Regions from separate parts of the Anas platyrhynchos genome. Here region 1 is linked to region 2. Evidence: chromatin contacts called from public Hi-C data. All regions are on one chromosome and are shown on one strand. The core of a region is the stretch at or near the end of the contact, and the rest is flanking DNA. Distances in the headings are between cores, read along the strand shown. Region 1 overlaps TOP1 (DNA topoisomerase I). Region 2 holds the start of TOP1 (DNA topoisomerase I).

Region 1 (7,305 bases), core at 2,319-4,818, 37 kb after region 2:
TGGAATTAAAGAGGGGAGCTTCTGGAAGGATCTGAATGGAGCAAGTCCTTGTGGGCTGATGACTGCCAAGTGTTGATGTGGAAGGTGAGACTCCAAGGATGGCAGAGGGCAGACTAGTGAGTTACAGGACAGGATGGGGAAGGACCGGAGCAAGCTGCACAAGTGTACAGTTAGAAGTCCTGTCTTTAAAATGCAGAGTTTCAGCCTAATACAAAACTTGGGGTGGTTAAACACAACATGAGCCTGGGAGGGAGCAAAAACCAACAGCATCCATCCTGAAACTCCTGCTGGTCCTGCACAGGCTCCTCTATGAACTTCAGTTATGGCTCTGTTAATATGGTTGCTGTGCAAAACTACTTCCCTGGACAGAACCAAGAGTAAATGAGAAGTCTGGGTTTTAGGATGCCCTCTGTGACTGTGCAGCTGGTGTGAAATGGTTGGGAATCATTTCAATCACTGTCAAGCGCCTCTCGCTATCTTACTGCTAAGCAGACAGCTCGCAAGGAACAGGTTAAGGGGACTACTGATCACTTTGCCATTTTTAATAGCTTTTGATTTTTACCAGCAGTTGGAGGGGAGGGAGCTGCTTTGCAGGGAAATACTGGAGAATTGTCCCCTGTCTAAAGGGTTGTCTTTGCTGTGATGTGACAAGACAGAGTCCTTGGAGGAAGATGTAAAGCACAGCAGGTGAGCAGAGGCAGTGGCTGGTAGGCTCTGAGATGCTCTGCCCTGCTAATGAGAATCCCAATAGCCATACTTTTACATTTGGCAATGAAATGTGAGTGAAAATAGCTGTCACTCCACTAGAAATTAGACAAAACTTACAAGGCACCGAGAATGTGGGATTTTCCAATGGTTTCTACCTGTATGGGGAGTTCTTACAGCATTTGATACAAACCTCTTGCTAAAACTGAAATTGAATCATTTAGAAAAATTTCTTAGATTAATAGAATTGCACTTAAATCTTGAGAAATTCCGTTCTGTACTTCCAGTCATCAGCTTTTATGTGCAGGAGATGTTCTGTATCTTTTTTAGCTCTTAAAAAGATTGAGCTGTGTGTTAGCAGAAATCCAAGCCGTTGTTGCTGGAGAAGCTTGGGTTTGTACCTGTGGGATGCGTTGTGCAGCGTGTGAAGCATCCCCTGACTGCTCGCTGAGAAGTTTGGTGTTGCGTCACGCATTGTACGCAGTTTTAGAGCATTGTCTGGTTGCATCCAAAGCAGATCATTTTTAATGTCCGTCTGCAGTAGTTTCACCATTTCATCTCCTGCCTGGTACTAAAACAAGCTTTTTAAAATAAAACCTACGTCAACAAGGCAGAAAAACTTCCGAATAAATGTTTCCTGTATCCAGACTTTGAAGGAAGTATCTACGCTGTCAAGATAAATCCCAGAAACACCTAAAATAGATTATCTTAATTTCATATGGCAGAAGTGTGTGGACTGGGATGTGGAACTTCCTAATTTTGCTTCTTGCTTTCTTCCATTCCCACTCACAAGATGACACTCCTGTATCTTAATCTTAATCACTTATAGCTTTGTAGCTGTAGTGTACTGGGAGAGCCTTCATGTGCCTCATCAGGGTCTTCTCAAAGATCTTTCACCCTCCAAGAAAGTGCAAAGCCCATAAAACAAAACTGAGAGAATAAATCCACATCGTTATCAAGCAATCACTACCCAGCAAAGTGTTTTCTTTTGTTCCTTTTCTCAACCCTTTATTTCCTGATCCCCCAAAGAAAACCCTACACGCACTCATTAAATATAAATGTCAGTAGTTAAAAAAATACAATGAAACAAATCTGATGTGGCAATAGGTTTCTGATCTCTGGGTGACGAGCATTTCAAACAGGGAGGCCATGTAAAATAATGAAATAATGGTCCCTTTGAAGCCAAGGCGTGCAAGAGATTGGTTTCGAAGTGTTCCCAGTAACGAGCGTCTTTCTGCTGGGTGTCTTGGGCTTTGCGTGGAGCGTGGCCGGCGCCGTGCAGAACTGGCTGTGACAGTGAAAGGGAGCAAAGAGGCTCCTCTCGCAGTGCTGATCCCTGCTGTCAGTGTGACAGGCATCTGAGCTGCAGGAAAAAATCCTCTGTCAGATTGCATATTCCCTTCGTTTACAAAATCTCCTGTGATCACAGCTTGAGATGAACAGAAGCAGGGAACATACGGGATTTATAGACCTGATCTTCACTGGCATCTTCTGAGTTTTGTGGTTTTGCTAGGAAAAACAGATCCAAGGCATTTGCTTGTGGTGAATGAAAATAAATTTCAGCTCTGGCATCTCACACACCTCCTGACTGATTTACTACGTGATCCCGAGCTGCGAGGAGCTGTGTGCATCTGGGGCACGAAGAGGCAGAGAGATCTGACTTGGGGTTTCAGTGCCCCTGTTCCCCTGGTGTGGGTGCTTCAGTTTTCCTCCCCCTCTTGAGTGCGGTTGACCTCCATTAGCTTTCTAACGCGATCCCTTCTAGCAGCAAAAATTTCTGCTTTTTCAGTTAATGGCGTACTGGTGTACATTTAATGGTGTAAATTACAAATTACAAAATCACAAATGGTGTACATTTAATGGTGTCAATTTGACTTCCGAGTATTTTTGTCACCTACTGATTAATGCAGCTTTTTATCTCGTTCCCCTTGCTGAAAGCTTGATCTCTTATCTGCGAGCACCGAAGGAAAGGCTCCAGCTCTGGGAAAAAGTGGCTTCAGATTTTTACCATAATGCTGAAATCCCAGCAGAGAACCATCGAGGCTCACGTGCTCATGCCTTGTAACACCATACAACAGCTCTCTAGCAGCGAGCACAAAACACTGCAAGGCAGCTGAAAACTTGTCCTTTGCTGGGGTGCCTCCTGTTCCTGAAACTCTCCCCGCACAGCCAGCCGGTCCTTGGCATGTGTTAGTCTGCACGTGAGCCCATTTTTCCATTAGTCCCATGCTACGTCAAAGGAGACACAGGCCGTGTAACGTAGGCTTTGTCCCTTTGTGCTTTTAGATTTAGGTAAAATCACAGCTTCCTTTTATTTTACGCTTCAGTGGTGCTGCAGCAGTTAGCGAGGAGGCAAGCGGAGCTCTGCTTGCGGCAGGCTCTGCTGCTTGCTAGTAGCAGCTTCTCAGCCACGAGCTAATTACAGCTGAGAAAATGAGAGAGGAGAAATAAGAGACGCTTCAGATAAAGCATCCTTCTCAGCTTGTGATTTTGAAGCTGGAATGGAAGAGGGCCTGGGAAGGGATTATTAACGTACATAAATGGCACCTGAAGAATTCAGTGTTGAATTACGGCGAAGCTGTTGCAGTTTGGAGAAGGAAGCCGTGAGCAGCACATCTGCTGCTCTCTGGGAGCGCTTTCCACTCTCGCCTTTCCCGAGTGGTCGCAGCCGAAGCAGCTGCTGCCAGGTGCCCGCTCTGCCTCCCGCTCCTGCCTTCCTGCGGGCATCCTCGCCGGGCACCGCAGCTGTGCTTGCAGGCAGAGGGTCGCTTCTGGTAGCTTTATCGCCTTGTGCACATCAGCCTCAAAGCCCCGAGGCCTTCCAATGGCCTTGTTCACGCTAAAATTCGAGGCAGCACGCTAGCAAAAAGGCCGCAGTGCGCTAGGAGACGCGCTGCTGCTCGTCTGCCCTTGGTCTGAACAACGCCAGTGCCATGGGGGGGCCCCGGGTGATGCAACCCCTGGTTCTGCCTGCACCGGGGTGGGGTTATGGCATCCTACTCGCTTGTATTTTACGTTCAAAATGCCACATGGAGGAGGTTGTCAGTGTTAAGCACTGCCAGAGGTGCGGAACTCGGAGCGCTGTTCAGTTGTCATGGCCGGGGTGCCGAGGAAGGCCTGGTGCTGTCGGCGAGGCTGGGCATTTCTAACACAGCGTGGGAACAAGCGTGTTGTCACCAGCCGTGCAGTGAAATTCCCTGTCTTCTGGGGGTTTTGCTGTCCCACTTCAGTGACTCGCAGCTGGTTTGTTGGCAGGAAGGTACAGCACAGGATCCGCAGTGCTCTGAGACAGGGATTCAGGATAAAAAATATCTGGGTGCCTGTGGTATCGAGCCCTTTTTATTCGCTTGTTCTGTTTGTTTGCTTTTAAAGAAAAGTGAGTTTTTCCTCCAATTTTGAATTGGCGAGGAAGACAGACTTCGGATCTTTAAATTGTTCCCAATCCCTCCTAATAATAGCTTTGAGGATGTCTGGAAATAGCTTTCTGATGGAAGGCTGAAGCCTCTTCTTTAGGGTAAGGCTGGCATCCTGTTGCCTCCTCTTTTCTTTCGAGATTAGCGTGGTGGTTAAATTGTGTTCCCCTGGAGGCTCACATAAGTGTCTTAGCTAACTGAAAGACCAAAGCTGCTCAGCTTGCTGGCTGCAGTTGGTATGTGACAAACTTGCTTTGCTTTTGGAGAAAAATAACTTATTTCTATTAGGATTGTTGGTTGATGACTTTGTTGTCAGTGTGTTCCCAAACAAGCTTTATCAAGAGACGCAGATTTCAGGCTCTGCCAGGGACAAGTAGCACATGCCTTCGTCTCTTCGTGTCACCTGGGGGATTTCTTCCAGCCTCGTACCAGGGCCCCAGGTCTGGCCACCAAGGCCGTTGTTTTGAAAACGAAGCTGCGGAGTGAAACCGGAGACCGACTTATCTTGGGTTATCTGAGCCCATGTTGCTTCAGTGAGAAATCTGCTTCAGTGCTTGCTGCAAAGCAAAGAGGAAGGATGGTCTTGTGATTTATTTAAGGGGAAAAAAAAAAAAGAGGATGGACTGAATCAGGAATCCAGCCTTCTAGCTTCTGACCCCAGTGATGGTAAATGTCAGCTTCAGACTGCACACTGCTTTTCAGTGGTGGCCGTGATGGTGGCCTCTGAACAGGGACATCATTCAGGTTTCTACTGAAGCCACCAAAAGTTTTTAGCACTTTTTTCTTCCAGCAGTAGCGTGTAAGCATTCGGCAAACATAAAGACTGTCACTGCTTTTCTAGGCCAATTGGATTTTCTGCCTTTGTCAGTTTTAGCTTTGCAGGTGTAGATTGCCATCTATTAATCTGCTCTTAGTCACGTTTTGTGTACTTCCTGGGCTCTACTTAGCACACTGAAAGCTTGTGCTTTTGGCTGCCAGTGAGAATGAGTATGGTGCTTCTGAAAACTTACCTTTAAAAAAAAAATCTTTCTATTCCAAATTCCCAATGCAACGGGCACAGTCATGAACTGTACCCTAGAGAGCTAACCCCATTGATGGCAGTGGGTACTGTGCTTTGGAGATGCAAACTGTTGACAGAGTAGAACATGTTGTTGCGAGTAGAATTTAAATACCAAATAAGAACAATAAAGTGTCAGAAAGGAGATGTAAGCAGACTTACAGAAAGCAAGATGGATCTAAGCCCTGTGTTTCGTTGTTTTTGTTTTTCCTCTGTATGATGGTACACGTTTGTAATTGAAATACTTTAATCTTTGGTGAGCGAGGTGCCTGTCTTGCATACAGATAACAGAACAAGGCGTCAGGTCAGCATTTCCAGACTTTTGAGTTTAAAAAAGATTGCTAACACCCAGGGGGTTTGTGCTTTTGGTTGCTCGGTGAATCTAGTTGAAGCAAAGGAAGAACGAAATGGGCATCTGGAGTCTGAGCTACCGATGAATAAACAGGATAAAGAAACTGGCACGCCTAATCTGAGCAAGACTAGCAGGCATCTCCTGGGTTTCTGAGGTTCAGTGTCGGGATGTTCTGTATGTACTTGCATGTCTTGATCACACCGTGTACATAACACGATCTGCTGGGTAAGAATAGTCTGCAGTTGTTAAACCTTCACTCACAGCCAACATGTGGTGCTGTGCGTCTGTCTGCAAGAATTTCTAGACTGCCAGTGGCCTTTTAATGTTTAGGCATTTCGCTTTGGTTTTATATGTAGTGTAAGGAGAAGTTGCTAGAGAGTTAAAAACGAAACTGGTTTCTCTTCCTACTGATCTCTTTTGATGCAACACAGTATACGAAGGTACTGATTTCCTCTAGAGATTAATTTTCTTACTTTATCCACTTGGGTTTGGAAGGCCAGCGTGTATTTATTGGAGTATGCGCTACCCTAAGCTTGAATAATTGAAACCTCTCGTAGGTTCAGGGCCATTTGTGCTGGTGTTACGTGAGGTTCTGAACCTCGCTGGACTTTACACTGCGGCTGGGTGTGGGTTGACGTGTCTGTGACTGGTTGCCTTCCTCTTAGTCACACGCAAGCATTAAGGGAGCTGGTTAACATGCTGCTTGCTTTCCGTAGGCATCAAACATCCAAGCCTCCTGCAGTCTGTTTTTTTATAGAAACAAGACTCGAAGCCTATGTCTTTGTTAAACCTCCCCCTGGCATTCCAGGCTTGCTGTTTTCCGGGGCCGTATTCTCCCAGGTTGGTTTGGGCTTCACTTCAGTGTTGAAATAACCAAAATAAGGAAGCTGCCTGCTTCTGGTACAGCTTTGCATTAAATTGCGTCTTCTGAAGGAGAAGCAGAGTGTCCCAGAGGGGGATGTCTCAGGGATGGAGTGTGCAAGTGTGAGGAGGAGTGTGAACTGCCAGCGTGAGGAAGGCAGCTTGCTTGGTGCCTAACCATGCCCAGCAGCAGAGAGCCCCATTTCCACTGTGCCTGTGGCTTGCTTGAGCCCGCCGTGATGCCGGAGTGCACCCAGCCATACATACGGGTGTGTGTTGGAGGCACGTCATGTATAGGTGTGTATTTGAGGCACGTTGAATTGACAGGCTCCTTGTTTGGCTTCTGCAGCAATGCGACTAAGCCACGTGCTCAGTCCTTACAGTTTGTACCGTGAGTATGGTGAGAGCATTTCTTCGTTTTCTGGCTCCAAGCTGTCATTCCACAAGAAACTCATTTTCAGTTGTAAGCAGGGATGTTTCCTAGCTTGCTTTCTGGTTGATGGGGAAAGTTGGAAAATGCGCTCTGAATTTACCCAAACATCTCCGAAATCAGAAAGGGATGAAACTGGATTTTAAAAGTACCTCTTTTTTTTTTTTTTTTTTTTTTCCTTGGGGGTATCTTTTTCCTCCTTTCTGACTTGGGGCATTAGGCAAGCAGTGCTGTAATGTCAGGCTGAGCTCTAGCAGAGCACCTCTGGTGGGTGCCCGTCCCCGTCCTGGCCTGCGGTGGTTCTGGGGCCCAGCTGCTGAAACAGCTCCGAGTGAGGACTGCGGCGTTATTCCTGCCTTTTCTGTTTGACTTTGCATAAGCACAAGGACACCGCATATCCTGTTCGCTCTGGTTTTCCCATCTGTTTGAGAACAGTGGAGATCAGCGATTTTCTCTTGGTTCCAGAGATGAGGGCTGTTAAACTTGT
Region 2 (6,971 bases), core at 4,324-6,823:
TTAGCAGAGGATCCCACGGCTGCATTTCTCACCCCATCACCTGTGCTGGTAAGGAGGCTGCCAGCAGCACTTGTGGGATGAGGAGTTGGAGCGCAGCAGGGGCGGCAGGCAGTTTTTACAGCCCCAAAGCCAGGACTCCAGATGGGGACAGGCACTGGGTCTGCCCCCTCAGATCTGGCACAGCAGAAACCCTCGAAGCTGCTGTGGGGAGCAGAGGGAGCTGAGGTGCCCGGGGGACTGGGGTGGCCCCCGAACCAGCCCAGGGACTCGCCAGCAGCCTGGTGCACGCAGCAAGGTGCAGAGCTGCCACACGGTCCTGCCAGCCCACCCGCTGCCACGTGAAAGCAGCAATTTGGTGAGCACGGAAGCTGCCAGTCATTAGTAGGGCCACCTGCCACCTCCTGGCTCAGGGATGAGCTATTTGCACATCTTTCAGGATTTAAGCTCTGAATGCACCTCTACTAGCTGAAACCCCTCTGGGAGCAAAAGGGATGTTCCCTGTGGTTTAGGGGCTCTCCTTGAGCTCTCTGGGATGAGATGAGGGCTGGACTCATCGTTGTCCCAGAGCCCCTGGGCTACAGTCTGTGGCATGAGTCTTGGGGTACAAGGGCAATGGTGCTCTGGTGTGCTGGTATGCAGGAGGCTGTGAGCATGGCAGAGTCTGGGAGAATGGGGATTACGGATGCAGAAGCAGCGCAGAGATAGAGAAAGCACATAGGGACTAGGGAAAAACACCTCGGTGGGCTTAAAGGTGGGTCTGTGGTGGTGCCAGCCTCGGCCTCTGCACCTGGGGCCTCATCAGGAGCCTCTGCTGAATTTTCAGCTCTCACTGCTGATCTGAGCAAAGCTTTCCAAGCTCCCATTTCAAAAGCACTCCCCGGTGTGGCAGGGGCAGGCTCTGGGATGCATCTGGCCTGGTGTGCAGTGATGAGTATCAGAGCTCCCATCGATATTTTGGATGGTTTTCGGCTGCTCAGATCTCCTGGAGCTCAGCCCAGCATTCTTCACGTGGCGCAGCTCCAGAAATGGAAGCACTCCAAGTGAGCAGTTTCTTTCCCAAAATGGGGATTCTTCTTTCCTTTGGATGGAAAATACTACAGACAGGGGAAATATTATCTCATTGTACCATGGAGGAGCACCATTTATTAACTGTGGGTACCAAATTTAACTCAGAGTATTTTTAATAGCAGTTCTGATAGAAATAGAAACATTTGGACCCTTTCCTTGCAGTATCAGGAATCTGCATCACAGAATTATGTCACTGTGAGAAATAGCGACCAAAATGGGTTGAGGGAGAAAAAGAGGTGAAACTGGCTAGCCTAAATTAATGAGAAATTAATTCCAGGGATGCAGATTGTTCCTTACCTCAATTATACTTTCAACACAGTGCTCAAAAAGAGCCATCCTATTGCCTCCTACACTTGCCATGGTAAGCACATGGTTTTCCTGAGGAATATGTGCACCCAACTGCGTTCAGCATTAGGCGGCAGCAGCCCCAATCACAGCACATGTACCTGGACTTTGTGTGTGCTGTCAGGAGAAAATGAAATTATTTCTTCTTTAGATTATAATCCAAAATCTCTTCTTCCCATCCCATTTTTTATATTGTGTATAATATAACCAACCTTTCTACCACCCGTAGCTCCCCTAATCGAGGCAAATGAGGGTATAATAAACGTCAACTGATATCAGCTCTTATTTTGTAACAAATAATTCCCCAGGACATCTGCAAGCCTCTCCCATCCCAGGTGAAACTCAGTAATTAAGACTGACCTTTGCAAGTTCCCACTTACAATGGTATCTGCTGGTTCTGCTTAATTTGCTCCCCTGTCTTACATCTAAAACTGTGAATAATTGCTGTGGCTTATTAAAATGTAAAATAAAGAGCTTCCAAAGCATTCAACAGTACATAATAGGTACAAATGTTTTGAGAAGATTCTCCTAATAAAAAGTGAGAGGGGAGCCGTACATCTGACTGCTCCTATTTCGTACAAGTGTCACTTTGTTCTACTGACAGCAGGGTTCAAGGATTACGCTGGTCTGGAATCCTTCTCATCAGGCAGGTCTCTCTGGCTGTGAAAAAAAGTGTAGACTAGCAATGTAAGTAGCCAAACCACAGCCTTTACAGTGGAGCTAAAACACAAATCACAACGGGCTTCTGAAGATGTGATTTTAGGGTTTAAATCTGTTTTGTAACTGGTCTTTTGTTAGTTCTCCATTGGCAGAATGAACTTGTTTTGTATTCAGAAGCTTTTTGTATTATTATTATTTTTCCCCTAAAACATTAGTGCCAGAAACTTGTTACAGAGAGCTGCAAAAGCCGAGATTCTTATGAAGGAACATCATAGAAAACAAAATAAGCAAGCTTAAATATCTTGGGACTGCTAAAAAACGGGGGAGTTGGCAATATTGTGCGCCTCCTCCTGCACTCTGAAGGACGGTCATAGACATGACTATTATGACTATTGCCATCAAACTATCAGGACAAGTACTTTATTTACTTATAAAATCTGCTTCACGGTGAAACTTAAAAAACAGTATATACATGTAGTAAAGTTGAATATAAAAGAACTAACTGAATGAACACTACATCGATGTCTTCACGTGAGGCTGAAAACAAGGCAGTGACTTGGGAAAAGTGCTACAGAGGATCCAGGGATTTGGATGCACACATTTCGTGTCCTGTATAGGTCCTAGAGCCTCCCACTTGTTTTTACCTTCCATTTCCAAGGTCTGAAACATCACAGCCCGAGCTGTTCTACGTGCTGTGGTGTTCCCTCCCCCTGTTGGCTGGTGACCTACTTGGAGCAGCAACGTGCTGCTGCACGGCCGCAGCTGCACCATCTCCATGCCCAGGCCTGGCCAAGGTGACGAGCTGCAGTGCTGCCACCTGCTCTCCCAGATGGATGCTGGCAAGCAGAGGACCAGGCGGGACTCGGCTCCTGCTGCCTCCTGCTCTGGCCTGAGCACCACGATAGCATGGAGCCTGTGCTGGCTTTGGTGCTCAGGGAAGGCAGGAGCCCTGGTAGCAGCTCCCAGCTGGAATGGGTCCCTGCTTCTCTCAGATCCTGCAAGCGTAGCTCTGTGCGCTCTTTGGGATGACCTTTTCCAAAAGAAGTGGAGGATGAAGCGCCCTACAAAGTCACAGCATGGATGCAGGCCTGGTCTGGAAAGCAGATTTCCATGCACAGAAGTGAGGACTTGGGCTGGAGCAAGCCGCAGGATCCCATCCTGACACAGAATCGTGTCGGCCTCAAAGCTGGTCAGGAAAAAGGCACCCACCTCTTTCTTAAAATGCGTGCCCTGAGCCTGAACACAGCAAGAAGCCCCAAGTGCACCAAATAAATCAAAGCTCACAATTCACCAGGACCAAGAAGCGGAGGCTTTCCTACAGCTTTTATACGCAGGACGATTTACGATTTAATTTAAACGCGCCGTTTCCAGCTGTTTCGTTTTGCAAGCAATCACCTAGGCTACATTAACCTGATGGTGACGTACTGCTGTCCCGGGGAGCCCTCAGAGAGGCAGAGCGAGACCACAGTGCTCAGAGCTGTGAATTTCCCCGTTTATCTTGGCGGGGGTGAACACGATTTTGCCAGCAAAGCAGGTCCACACACCTTCAGTGTGTCATTGCCAGCCTCTACTGTCAAAAGGGCTGGCTGTACAGCAGTGTGTCTTTTGTGGGCTGTTCCCTTCCTTCGCGTAGAGCCTCCCACCATCGAGGGTTGTGAGCTGTGAAGGGGGTGAGGGAAGGTGCTGCAGTTCTGTTGGAGCATCACAGAGCAGGTTATAGGTTTGGAAGGGGGCTGTGAGGTGTTATAGGGGGCTGTGGGGGGTGTTACGCTTCAATACACCTCTGAACAAGTTCTAATTCTCCCTGCCTCTTGGGTTCTGCCAGGGGAATGGTGGCAGGGCAGCGGCTTCTCACAGGCTCTGGTCAGACCTTCAGCTGACCCTGGGGGACACTGTGGTCGTTATCAGGACCTGAGCTCGCAAACTGGGCAGCTCCCTTCGCAGGCAGAGCTCGGCTTGCTGGGTCCACATACAAGGTGTGTGGCCTCCCGTGCCGCTTCGGAGGCTCCCTTCTGCAACCAGAAGTGTGCTCAGAAATGCCTTGAAGATGGCAGCTGCTGGAAGAGGTGGTGATCCTTCCCTCTGACCGGAGTTGCAGCAGCTCCCTTTCTTGCGAGGCCTTCTGAGCAAGGCTTCTTGGGGGGCTGGAGATATGTAATCTTTAACACAAAACTGCTTCTTCAGAAGAAAGGGCTTTTAGGAATTTCCAGTGCCCAGCTCTGGACGTGCCAGCCCCCACCACAAAGCTCAGGCTGTGCGGCTCTGCCCGGCAGTGAACCTCTGGCTGCTCCAGGAGCCTCCTCTCATCCCATTCTCGTGAGCTGGGGGCAAGCACCTCTTCGCACAGGAGAGGTGTCTGAAGCAGCTTTTTGACTGTTTATATTTAAAAATCTAACAGTGACTAAAGCAGTTTGCATAATAAACAGCTCTAGAGCCAGAAATATTTGTCTGCTCTGGTTAAAAAAAGGAAGTCCTCAGATCCTCTTCTGAAGACTGCAAGAAAGTGACAGAGTTTTCCCTTTGTGGCACATAAATATGCAGCGCAAATAGGTGGCTGCTGTCCCTGTTACATTTTGATGTATCTCTTCAGATAACCTGGCAGGGCTGGATTATTTTAGTGTCAAACCAAAGCTCTGCTCGCGTGTGGAAGCGGAGGAAAGGTGCAGGGTGTGCTGTGGTGCAGGGGGGAAGCTCCGAGACCGGGGGCAGCCCTGGGAGCCACGAACAGGCCACAGGCACCAAATCTGCCACACAGCACAGCGAAAGGAAACCCCAGACCAGGAGCAATGTCCTCTGACGGGGCTGGGCTGGGGGTTATGGGGCTGCGTCGTTGTGGGAAGGTCCGTGCTTTGTACAGCTACAGGAAAATGAAGCTTTTGTTGTCTTTTTACACTCAGTTTCCTCACAGGAGGAAAAATTAAAAGGCCTGTTCGTACTGTGGAGAAAAAAAATATATAAAAATAAAACTGTTGGCTGATCCCTTTTAAAAAGCAGGAGCCGCCGAGGGGCCGCCCCACACCTCCCCCCCACCGCCCGGCGCCGCCATCTTCCCTCGGCGGCGCGGGGCGGGGCCAGCGCCGGGGGGCGGGGCCCGGGATGCAAAGAGAGCCCTGCAGGGGTGGGGCGGGGCGCATGCGCAGCGGGGGAAGGGGCTCTTACACAATGCCGCGGGTTCGTCCGGCGGCGGGGAGGGGCGTGGCGGAGCATGCAAATGAGGGGCAGCTCGCGCGGCGCGATTGGAGGAGAGGGAGGAAGGGGGCGGGGCCGGATATGTAAAAATCCCCGCGGGAGGGGGGCGGGCGAGTCGGCGGCGTTCGGAGGGAGCGTGAGGACGGCGGCGGGGGAGGGGGCGTGGCCTGTATGTAAATCCACCCGGCGGTGGGCGGGGCCTGTATGCAAATGAGAGCCGCCGTTTCCTGGCGCCCGCCCCGGCGTTCTGTCTAACACTGCCTCGGCCCCGCCCCTTGGGTAAAAGGCTCCGCGGCTGCGCAGTGCGCCGAAAGTCGGACTTAGCGTCTGTTACACAACGGCTGGGCAGCCAGGGGCTGCGCTCTCAGCGCGTCCCCGCTCCGCGCGTCCCCGGCGGCTCGGCTCGGCTCGGCTCGGCTCCCTTCCTCCCTCCGCTCCTGCTCCTGCTCCGCTCCTGCTCCCGCACCCTCCGGCATGAGCGGGGACCAGCTGCACAACGATTCCCAGGTGAGCGCCCCCGCACCGCCCCCCGTGCCCCGGGGGTCCCCAGCCCCTCGCCGCCCTTTTTGGGGGGGGGTCCCTGCAGAGCCCCCCCCCCCCCCCTCGCTGCCCCCCTTTCAGCGCTGGGGTTCGCGGCCCGGTGCTGCCCCCTGCTTGCCCCCCTAGGGGGTGACCCATGGGGTTGGGGTGAGCCCTGTCAAGCCGGCCTGGCCCCCCCCAGACCCCTCGCTGAGCCCCCCCGGGGGACGGGTCCTCGCTGGGGGCTGGGGGGCGGCGGGGAGAGGGGGAGGGGGCGTTGGGGAGACCCCCCCATCCCCCCTATTCCCCATATCCCCCCCCATCATCCCCATCCCGGGGTGGTTTTTAATTTTTTTTTTAATTTTTTTTTTTTTTTTGGGGGGGGGTCCCCGCCGTGAAGGACACCTCGGGCATGGCGCTGCTCGCGGGGGCATTGAATTAAAAATCATTAAAAGGGGGAGGGAGGAATCGGGGATGAAGGTGGCGGTGGGGGGGGGGGGGGGGGGGTGAATTAAAAGGGGGGGGAGGAATTAAAGGAGGGGGGTACACGGGGTGTAGGGGGGGGGCTGCCCCCCTGCCGGGACGGCTGTTTTCACGGGCTCTCCGTTGTCTCCTCTCCCCGCAGATCGAGGCGGATTTCCGAGCCAACGGTGAGTGAGCGCGGCGGCCCGGCCCGGCCGCAGCCACACACAGACATGGCGTCCCAGAGACTAAGTCCCGGCTCCGCGCTCCCCGGCCCCATTGTTCCCATCCAGCCGCCCCCGGAGCCCCCTTCCCGGCCCCCCCGGCTCCCCACCGCCCCCTCAGCCCCTAGCGGGGGCACCGCCGGCTCCCCAGGGCTCCTCTCGGCCCCCTCGGAGCCGTTTTTGGGCCCCGATTCCTCGCTGGAAAGTCGCCTTGTCGACGGTCGGGACTTAGTCTCTGCGCCATTTTCTTTTTTTTCCTCCTCGCTTTGCTGTGTGGCTTTCGGCTCCTTCTCCTCCTCCTCCTCCTCTTCCTCCGCCTCCTCCTCCTCCTCCTCCTCAGCCGCCCTCCTGCCGGGGAGCCCGGCCCCAGCCCCTGCTCGGGAAAGCCGAGGGGGTTTTATTTATTTTGGGGGTTAAAGAAATCCCCGAGCCGTTTTTATCGCTCCCTTCCCCCCCCCCCAACGGCTCCCCGGCCCTGTTCCTTTCAGGGAATCCCTCCCTCCC

The links. A called contact is a pair of places that touch in the nucleus more often than the background predicts.
Region 1: a Hi-C map of F1 follicle shows a contact between it and region 2, with 2.3 times the contacts expected there. The contact joins the enhancer-like site here to the promoter of TOP1 in region 2. A contact is called at or near these places in 7 of 8 Hi-C or Micro-C datasets (F1 follicle, F5 follicle, liver and 3 more).

The regions. Positions count from the first base shown.
Region 1 is chr21:8,381,588-8,388,892 of IASCAAS_PekinDuck_T2T, forward strand. The region is part of intron 3 of TOP1 (DNA topoisomerase I); the gene reads left to right. Among named protein-coding and RNA genes, the nearest start is that of PLCG1, 34 kb to the right of the region's middle. Within about 2 kb of position 3,569, at least 2 of the 8 cell types and tissues checked have an H3K27ac peak or open chromatin away from gene starts, as enhancers often do. A contact at or near this core is called in F1 follicle, where this site is marked.
Region 2 is chr21:8,342,757-8,349,727 of IASCAAS_PekinDuck_T2T, forward strand. TOP1 (DNA topoisomerase I) reads left to right here and starts at 5,574. Exons shown (of 21, transcript XM_027472938.3): 1 at 5,574-5,769; 2 at 6,407-6,431. The coding sequence starts at 5,737.